Regions from separate parts of the Gossypium hirsutum genome. Here region 2 is linked to region 1. The links are chromatin contacts, called in public Hi-C maps. All regions are on one chromosome and are shown on one strand. The core of a region is the stretch at or near the end of the contact, and the rest is flanking DNA. Distances in the headings are between cores, read along the strand shown.

Region 1 (5,068 bases), core at 1,755-4,254:
GACAATAAGTTCGCATGTTTAGGAAGTAGAATTCTTTCGAAGAGACCAGTAAAACATTAGGGGCACTATTTCATTCAACCACTCCCTAAAAGATGACAATTTTTCTTCAGGTAAAAGATAACACATACCTAAATAAAGATATAACACAAAATAAGCCAAAGACAGTTTCTTCTTAGCCAGTTATGCAAAGTGCACTGTAATGGTCAAAATCCCCAGAAATTTAACCAAATTCTTTTGATTCACCAGTCCATAAAAGCAAGAAACAGTGCAATCTCAAACAAGTAGCACTAACCTGCAATGCAACCCGAAAAATTAACTGTTCATCATTTCCCTTGAGCCTGATACCTCCTATTCCTGGGTTATGAAGCTGAGTACTAGATGTAGTATTCGGCAAACTTGAAGTCTTCTTCACAAGCACCAGAGATTGGTTTGACCGGGCAGGTTGACTAATGTCTTCAAGAATGCATATATCAGGGTCATCATCAACATGGGATCTGCAATCTGATGAACTGCTATGAATAGATTCAGGACTGACTTTTGAAAGACCCATACTCCTTGAAGGAATGAACTTATTCTCTCTTTCATCCTGAAAACAACCTAACTGCATCTTGCTTGAAGTAATTGGGTATGCACCGGAAAAATAGTGCTCTGGGGAAGTTAAATTTAAATGTCTCTCACTGAAGAAAGATTGACTACTAACATTTAGATTAATGTCATGATTGTAATGATGAGCATCCTTGCCATTAACCACAAAATCCTGATTTGATATAGAAGGATAAATATCAGATGACTGCTTTGAGGCTTCGTCAAGAGATAATGACTCAGCAACCCTGTTAGTAGACTTTCTCCAGCTAGCTTCATCTAAAGGTTCAGCAGAATGGGAGAAAATATTGCCAGATGTGATCAGTTTGTTATCTTCATTCTTTCCATAAACTGCTTGTTTGTTATTTGAAATGCAAGGTTGAGAATGAGTGAATGGCTGCAGCGAACCTTTGTCATCAAAGAGTCCATCATTGGCAGTGTATGAAAATTTTCCATAGGCTGGTAAAACATGTCCATTCCCTTCACCTTCAAAATGATGTTTCTTTACATCAGAGAAACCATTCATTGAGAGCTGTGATACAGACCTATTATCAATCTCACCCTGAGAATTGAATATTATCCTACTACTGGAGCATGCACTCTCAGTGGGAAATTCCACAACTTCACCCTCCTTACTTTCATCAAACATAAAATTTAGGGAACCAGGCGAGTGTTGCATTGAGGAATCAGCAAAATATGCATCATCTCCATTCATGTAACAACTTATAACTGAACAGGGATCATACTGATCAAATATTAAGTTTGTATTCTCATCAGCAGGGCTGTGCAAAGCATCTGAATATTCAGTAAACAAGAGTCAGCATTTCCACTAAAAAACTCGAGCACAGCAATAGGAAAAAATTTCAAAATGTACAACTAATGACAATGTTTAGATTGAAGTAGCAAGTGGGTAACGTACTTTTGTAGCCGAACTCCTCTCTAGTATTCATGAACAATGAGCTAGTTTTATCATCCACAAGATCAAATCTTAAATTATCTCCATGATCTAACACATGGTTGCCATCTATCTCAGAAAAACTAGATGCTGTACTACAGCTGGGAATCTCAACTCTCTCTCTGTAGGAGGTCCCTTGACAAATTGCAGACCACTCTTTAAAACTTGCAGAGGATGTTTGGACCGGTGAACAATCATGTGCAGAGAGTTCTAAATTCCCATGATAATAAAAGGAGCCACCAGCAGACCCTGCCCTAGCATCTGAATCATCGGAATTATTTCTTAAACAATCTGCAAAAGTAAACCCCGAGCAAGGCGATTCTTCAAACCCCAAGCAAGGAAATATCATCAAATTTTCATTATATATATAAAAAACAGAAACTTAGAAAAATTTTTGTGCAAAGAAATTTTACCACTTTGAAGCTGGATGGATTCAAGATCCGAGTCCCCTTGAGACATATTTCTAAGCGATGGTTCTTCTGGATTACTCTGCAATTTAACAAAAGAAAGAATAACCTATCTAGTAAAAGAATAGAAAACGAGATTGAACTTTTACCGAGAAACAAGGGCTAACAAAAAGCCATGAAATATCAGTTCCACAATCTATAACCTCGAGTTTAAGAGTGAAAGTACGCAAAGTCAATTACAATTTATGAGATGAATTTGGATTCCAGATTCACAAATTAAGCAAGGAAGTACTTGAGTTAAATAAATTCCAAAATAATCATAGTAGAATGCAATAGTTCCAAATAAAGTAAGTTTAATTTCATTCAATCTCAAACAAGCTATGAACTATGTTCTCAAAAAATCAGCTAAAATAAGCAACCATTGACTCATTTCCTAGGCTTTCCAATGAAGAGTACGTGATCTATACAACAAATTCCCTTTCAAAATTTCACAATTAAGGAGTAGGATTCCACTAAAATCTTCACACTCCACACCCTAAAAGTGGCGCCAAATTAAACCGCAAAAGAAAGTAACTACCTGCGGAGGATCAGAGTTCTCCTCAAGAATACGATTGATGCTGTCGAGATCGATGCACATACCATCCCCAACGAAATCATCAAACTTATAATCAGCCGAGAGATCGCCACTTGACAAGATTCCGAAGCTATCATTGCGGTTATCTTCCCCCATCATCAACATCAAACAAGAAGAAAGAAACCGAGAACCCTTACTTGCTTTTAGAAACCCTAAAAAAAAGCAGTTGTGAAACCCAGCCGATTTACCGGACATAAAGAAACAAAGTATTGGATCCAATCAACACGGATCGCATCACTTCAACGAAGAAATTAGAGAGAAGTTTCCTCGACAGTTGGCGTTGGCGGTCTTAAAATTAGATGCGACTTTTTGTAAAGAAAAAACAAATGTAAGAGAATCGTGAAAGAATGCGGTGGCTCCTTTTTGGGATTAAATAAGGATTGGTTATTGTAGAAAGACTTTTGCGCAGACTAATTTTAGAGTTTCCCATTTATATAAAAAAATTTATATATTATCTTAAATAAATAAATTGTCTCAATTTCTTCGGTAGGACGGAGGACGGCGCGGAGAAGACAATAAGAGGGGTGTCAATCAAGGATCCGACGTCGTATTGTACTCTCTTTTTTACTTTTTTTTATTTAGGATGATTTTATAGCGAAGTTGCGGAAGTCGGTGCAAGAGACACGCGAGTAAAACGCGCATGATTTGATTTTTGGCGCGTGATTTGTACAAGGATGACTATGGATGCCCAAAAAAAAAAACACCGTGAATTAGCGATTAGATTTGATTTTGGTTAGAAGATAATTTATACTTATCTGATTACAAAGATAGATATAAATCGTCTCAACAAACCATTTCATTTGATTTTCTCAGTGTTACAATTTAGTTTTGATTAAAGCATTGTAAAAAGAGCTTATTTGATATAAAAAGAAGATAAAATTATTCCCAATTAAATTTACCTAGGAAGAACCGGAGATTTCGTGGGTGGATGTCGGGGAATTTACGTCGCTTCGGATCGCGCTCTTTCTCTTACTTTTCATCAATTTCAGATTTACATAACAACGGGATTGTCCTCTACGTGAAAAACATGATGTGCTACATTAAAAACAATAACATTATGTTAAACGCATCATTAGGTATCATATCTTAAAATATCAATAATCATTGTTTCTTTTAATGTAAGTCAAATAAATGAAAAAGCTATGGAAACATAAGCTTTTTTCTTTCCTCGATATTCTTAGTAACTTGCTTCCTATTATTCTTTGTTTTTATGCAGGTCTTTTGTGGTGAAAACAGAACTGTAAGCCATTGTTGACTTCTTCCATTTTTTTTTTTGAAGACAAGACAAAATAAAGTTGGAGCAACTTGTATTTTTTAATAATAATTAATATTAAATAATTACCTTTTTATAAAAACAAAAAACATAGTTGGTAAGAGAGTTAGAGGAGTTCTACATGTGTGTTAATATACTCATTAAACTAATATAATATCAATCGGGTTCTTTTTTTGCATTTTTTTTCTTAAAATTGGATGTTTCACAATTATTATTTCTAAATGTGTTTTTTTCTAAATATTAATATTTCATGCATGAATAATATATACATCACAATTGAATAAAGAGGTGATACATCGCTAAAAATGAATTTTAATTAATTTAGCTTTAAAATTTTATGATGATGTGTCATTATTTCAGTAACCGATGATGCATAGAATTATACATTATCAGTGTATTAAATATTAACTATTATTCAAGATTAAACAAACTTAACATTAATGGGTTTGAAGGTCCATGCGGATAATCTTTGAAGAAAACTCGACATCCATAAGTGCCAAGGTCCTACTTTTATACTAGAGATTCATCATGCAATATGATTCCCACCATTTAGGTTATGATGAGATAACCATACCCTAACCTCGACACTTACGGATATATCATGGGTATTTTCGAAGATTTCGTCAATAATTCTGTACTTCAACTAATACGAACTTGACCTTAACCAGTTAGTTTAACCTCGATACATATCGATGTATCGTGTAAGTGTTTTTTTTTCTTTGTTTTAATGTTATTTGTGTTATTATTATTTTTTTGAATATGTTATATACTATATTATTTTTATTGTTATGGTAGTAAATTAGTTCTTTATTGGATGATATTAAAAATTATTGAAATTGCTAGTATTGTTCCTAATATTAGTAATTTGATATTTTAAAGGCTTAAGTGGCAAAATGAGAAACTGATTTATCAACTTAGTCCATTATAATGGATTGGTTGTGATGGTTAATATAGACATCGTATTTCAATTGGCTCATCCTATTAACATGACATTTAAGGACAATGTAACATTGGAGAAGATGAAAATGAGGATTCATAGGAAAACTTGAGAATTTCTCTCTTTGGAAAAACCAATCAAAGAATTTCATTATATCCTTTCTCAAATCGTTTTATTTCGTTTGATATTTCGTAAGGATAAGTAATACATGGATATAGCAAAATAAAATATATAATATATATATTTTCTGCTTCTATTTCTGTTAAAACTAAAACTAATA
Region 2 (5,068 bases), core at 1,499-3,998, 510 kb after region 1:
TGTTGAAAACGACCCCCATTCATATTTTTTAATTACATTCTTCTGCTATTAACCTCTATCTTTTAAATTTTAATCCATTTTTCTTTTTACTTATAAGCAAAAATGATAGAAGAACACTGGAAAACAACCTTTATTTTTTATAATACAAAATATGAAGACTTGAATCTCCAACTTACAATGGCACTTACTAAAAGCGATCATATGCACAGCCCTTTCTGTACAGAGTTATTATTACAACTTAAGATAAAAACCAAACTTATTGGATAATGCAATCTCATAACATTTATATACACAACCATTTCATAACTTAACATTTATATGCAATGTAAAATTGATCATAGATTGGAGGAGTTCCAGCTCGCATCAATGCCAGTGATGATTTCTTCATGTAGTTTAGCTCCGGCACTAGCGATTATACCTCGATCCACACCTTCTAAGAACATACCTTTCGAAAAGTCCAGCGGAGATCCCCCTGCATCTGTTACAACACCACCAGCTTCCTGTATGATAATAACACCAGCTGCATGATCCCATATCTTCTCTTTGCTCCCGGTCCTTGCGAACTTCATAAATATTTCGGCATCCCCTCGAGCAATGGCTGCATATTTCACCATGCTGTACACACGCAGCGGTTGCTTCCTGCATTGGCAATATGGATGATCGTAGTTTTTGTTATGCATATGAAGTTTGTATATGCTAATGAGATCAAACATGAAAAATATATGTATGCACCTAAGGCCAACACTGTGAGCTAATCCTGCTGTAAAGGAATGGGTTGAATTTAACTTGTCAATTGGTTCACAAAATGTAGCCAATGCCGGATTATCAATCGAGGATACTTGAACCCGTATTGCAGAGTTTGCCCATGGTACTAGCTTATTCTTCTGGTGTATAGGTTGTATCCAAGCCTCACCACTGCCTTTCCTTGCATGAATTACACAACCTTTATCCCACGAGTTGGATGTTGGTGGGGTGAGTTTAGATAGGATCCGGTGATAGCGGTGATGATACGTTAGCCATTCCTTCTTCATTGGATAATTTGGGCAACCAAGAACACCAAGAACAACTTCCCCATCCTCTATCAATGCTAAAGCAACAGCATATTGATCATCACGTACAAACCCGAATGTACCATCAAGGTGGCCAAGTGCCCAAAATCTTCCAGTAGGACCTCCTGATGAATTGCAGCGACTAATAGCTTCGAGTACATCCAAACTCCTGAGCCGCGTTTCAGGACCCTTAAGCCCAAAATGAGGTGCCTCAACTAGACAATCGTTGACTGTTTTCACCACAGCATCTAGCAGGTCAGCTGCATCAGCTTTAGAGAGGCTTTGAACATCTTTGTTGCCAAGAATAGACACATTTTGGCAGCCGAAGGATTCAGAAAGTATCCAGCTTACCGCTGCATGAACGCTCCAATCTAGAAAGTAGGAATCTTTGGTTAATCTAAGATGGATTTTGCAAGCATAAGCAAGGAAATAGAAGTGTGGGGATATGACTTTCCAAGGATCTTCAAGCAGATGAAAAAATAGTTGGAAAAAAGTTTAATAAACTCATGTTAGACATGTATCCATCCAAATACGAGTAACATAGTACTTCATTGAATGGCCATCAATTTGTTATGGGATTGAAGTTAGGGTATGTTAATGGACCTACTGATCTCTCCATTCTCAGGCATTGCTCCACACGTAATGGGTGACCAGGAATAGTTTCTCCCACTCAAAATTTTAAGGCCCAATTAAATGAGAGATGTGGTCAGCATTTTAACTGTAGGCATCAAATCCTTTTCATGACCCCTTATTTGTCAACAAAACATTGGCAACGCAGCAATTATCCTCATATATCAATTTCAGCTTGTACTAAAAATCATTAACTTTGAATTGGTACATAGAAACACTAGTGATCCAAATTTGTAAATCTGATTGTATCAGCATATAATATAATATAAAAGTATAAAGTAAAACTTGACAAATTTCGAAATTTATTTATGTAAAATTGGGTTCACATAAACACAAACTATATGCGCAAATTCCCCAAAATTTTATGTCCAATAAATCGTATTTCATTCTTGCTAAATAGATCGAAAATTACATGTTATAGAAATAGTGAATGGTATTTTAGTTCTTTGTACCTTGTACTGGAAGTATCCACGTTCTGGGTTACATTTAACCACCCAAGATGCAGAGTTAAAAGGAAAGAAAAGGTGATTGATGTACCTGGCAGAGTGAGAAGAGAGTTGTCATGTTTGGAATGAAGTGAAGTGTGTTGAAGATTGAGAGAGAGAGAAGAGGCCATTTGAACAGCCCTGATAGCGACATCCAATTCCTTGGCATATGCTTCTTGTGCTTGAGCTGGTGAAACAACAAGCTCTCTCTGCTCTTCCATTACTGAGGAAGAAGAAGAAGAAGAAGAAGAAGAGAAGTTTTGGTTAGACTTTAACTGAGAAACAATGTGGAAGTTGTGTGGGTGGGTTTTTGTCCTATGCGTAGGGAAGCAGCTTCCCACGTAGGTAGTGGAAGCTATGTAGTTGGTTTGTGGCAGGAGATGGGGGACTCTGAAACCAAGGGTTGAGCAATTTAAAGGCATTTGGAAATGATTAGATACTCTCGCTCTCTTCTTTGTTTTGCGTTGAGGAGACCTATAAATATAAAAACAAATAAAACAGATAATGGTTTATTGTAATTGTGAGACAAATTACACTCAGGTTGGGTGTAAATTTCTGCATATAATATCTCAATCTCTCATTGCAATGAGATTTTCAACTCAGAACCAATAACACTATATATAAACCAAAAGTCTGCATTCACATCTCTCTCTTCTCTTTAACCATTTTGATTATTCTCACATTTAATATTTATATTTTAACTTTTAATATCTTCTTTTTTATTAAAATGTTACATGATTATATATAATTTTTTCGACAATAATTAATTAATGTCATTAATACATTAATAATTTTAATATTTTTTTTAAATTTTAAAATATTAATTGATAAATTTAATAAAACTAATTTTAAGGAAGGATAATAACTAGACTTCAATTTTAAATCCAAAAAAAAGTGAAGGGGTGGAAAACCCTGATTTGAGTGCCATCCAGAGTGTTGTCTTACTAGGGGATGATCCTGTTTTGTGTCAAAAGTAATGGAGAAACAGGGTGTTGTAGTAATGGAGAGCAGCAGCTTTGATTTTGAATAGTTTCCACTGCATTCGTCAGTAAATGTTTCCTTCTCAGTTTTCCTCGTTAATTGAGCTTAAAGTAATGATAAAGAAGGCGTTAAATGGTGATTAGCATCATGGATGGGTCTCTCTTGATATTGGTGGTCTATCATCCCAAGGTAGAAGCTTGCAAGCGTTTTCAACGTTAGTACTCTTAAATACCAGGGCAATAATTCTTTGCTTTTGGGTGTCATCATGATTTCATCAATACGTTTGAAGTTAATCAAAGTGGTGTTGATAAAAGATAGCCTTAAGCGGTAACATTTTTTTTTTATATTTAATTCAACTTAAATGCTTCACACATTTATTTTTGAAATCCAAACTTCAATTTTATTCAACCTCAGCTGTATTAAAAAAAACAATTATATGTCAAAAATCTATTCATAGATAGTCAAAAATATTAAATTCTTGTTAAAAATAAATTTTTAATTCAACCATGGCGTTAATAATTTTCGTCATTGATTACGTTAATTGTTAAAATGAATTAATAGACCAATCATACAGTAACATATGATAACTTTTATTTTAATCTAATATTTTGTTATAAGAATAATTAAAAATCATTAAAAAATTTTATAAAAGAATAGAAATTTATAAATATTAAATTTTATGTAAACTTATAAAAAATAATACAAACTTATCAATATTATAAAATACAAAATATCTAATAAATCATTAATTTTTTATAAAATTAATATAACATATTTAAAAATGCATAACTATACAAAAATCATAAAAAATACAAATATTAAAATAATAAATTTGATATAAACATATAGGAATTTTAAAAAAGACCATGAAAACTTGATTAGGATAGGATTGATCAAAATAATTAGATTGAAATCAATAAGGTTATTTGTCCAAAGAAAGCCATTAGATCAGTTGACTTGGGAATCAAACGGTTGAACTGATTTTTTTTCAATGTTTTATTTAATTGAACTGGACATACCAGTCAAACTGGCATACTTGTAGCCTGATTGGTTCGACCATCAGTCTGATTCTAAAAACTGATAAGTGTCAAAAGTAACAAAATTTAGCCTCATTCTTTGTGCATTTTTAGGTGATTATGTGACATTAATTATGAATTATATAGTCTTAATATTCATGTGTTGATGCTTAATAGGGCATTTGGGAACAACATGAGTGAAAAACAATGGAAATTAGAACATTGGAGCCAGAGGCAAATTTAGGGGGGCTGATAGAGGCCCCGGCCTCCTAAAATGGAAAATTACTATTTATGCCCTTTAGAAAATTTAAAAAATTAAATTTGTAAAGGTAAAATTTCATTTTGCCCCCCTAAAATTATAAAAAAATTGATTTAACCTTTTAAAAATTATAAAGATACAAACTATTAAAAATTAAAATTTTATTTCGGCCCCCTAAAAAAATTTTCTAGCTTCGTCCCTGATTGGAGTATTCCAAAAGTTGTACACATGCAACAAAGTTTCACACGGGCAATCCAAGCTACCGTGTGTCTAGGGCATGTTGATCTTGGGACCCGTGTGCACTAACAACTGAAAGCTGCAATTTTTAGGTTTTTTTGACACTTTAAAAGGTATAAATAAGGACATAAATGAGGGAATAGGCAACCATCAAGAGATAGCACAAAAATTACCCAACGAATACTATTGAAACCGATTTCTAAGCAATTTTTCATTAGGATTCAAGAGTCCAAGTTGATTTTCAAGGGAGTTATCATGGTTTTCTTTTATTTTGGTGGTTGTATTGTATTTTTGGTGTTTACTTTTGTAAGTATGAACTAATTTTCTTAATACCTAGGGGAGATAAATCCTAAGATGGATTTTATTGTTTGATTTCTAGTTTTATGCAATAAAACCTTAGTTTCTTTGTTT

Evidence for each region. Hi-C and Micro-C count contacts between places; a contact is called where the count stands out from the background.
Region 2: a Hi-C map of leaf shows a contact between it and region 1, with 1.6 times the contacts expected there. The contact joins the promoter of LOC107945895 here to the promoter of LOC107962286 in region 1. A contact is called at or near these places in 2 of 34 Hi-C or Micro-C datasets (callus and leaf).

The regions. Positions count from the first base shown.
Region 1 is chrA06:91,211,673-91,216,740 of Gossypium_hirsutum_v2.1, forward strand. It overlaps LOC107962286 (helicase-like transcription factor CHR28), which reads right to left and starts at 3,005. Exons shown (of 12, transcript XM_041115684.1): 1 at 2,522-3,005; 2 at 1,951-2,026; 3 at 1,502-1,828; 4 at 293-1,377. The coding sequence starts at 2,773.
Region 2 is chrA06:91,721,246-91,726,313 of Gossypium_hirsutum_v2.1, forward strand. LOC107945895 (PAP-specific phosphatase HAL2-like) reads right to left here and starts at 2,749. Exons shown (of 3, transcript XM_016880047.2): 1 at 2,217-2,749; 2 at 733-1,420; 3 at 118-639. The coding sequence starts at 2,586. The coding sequence ends at 336.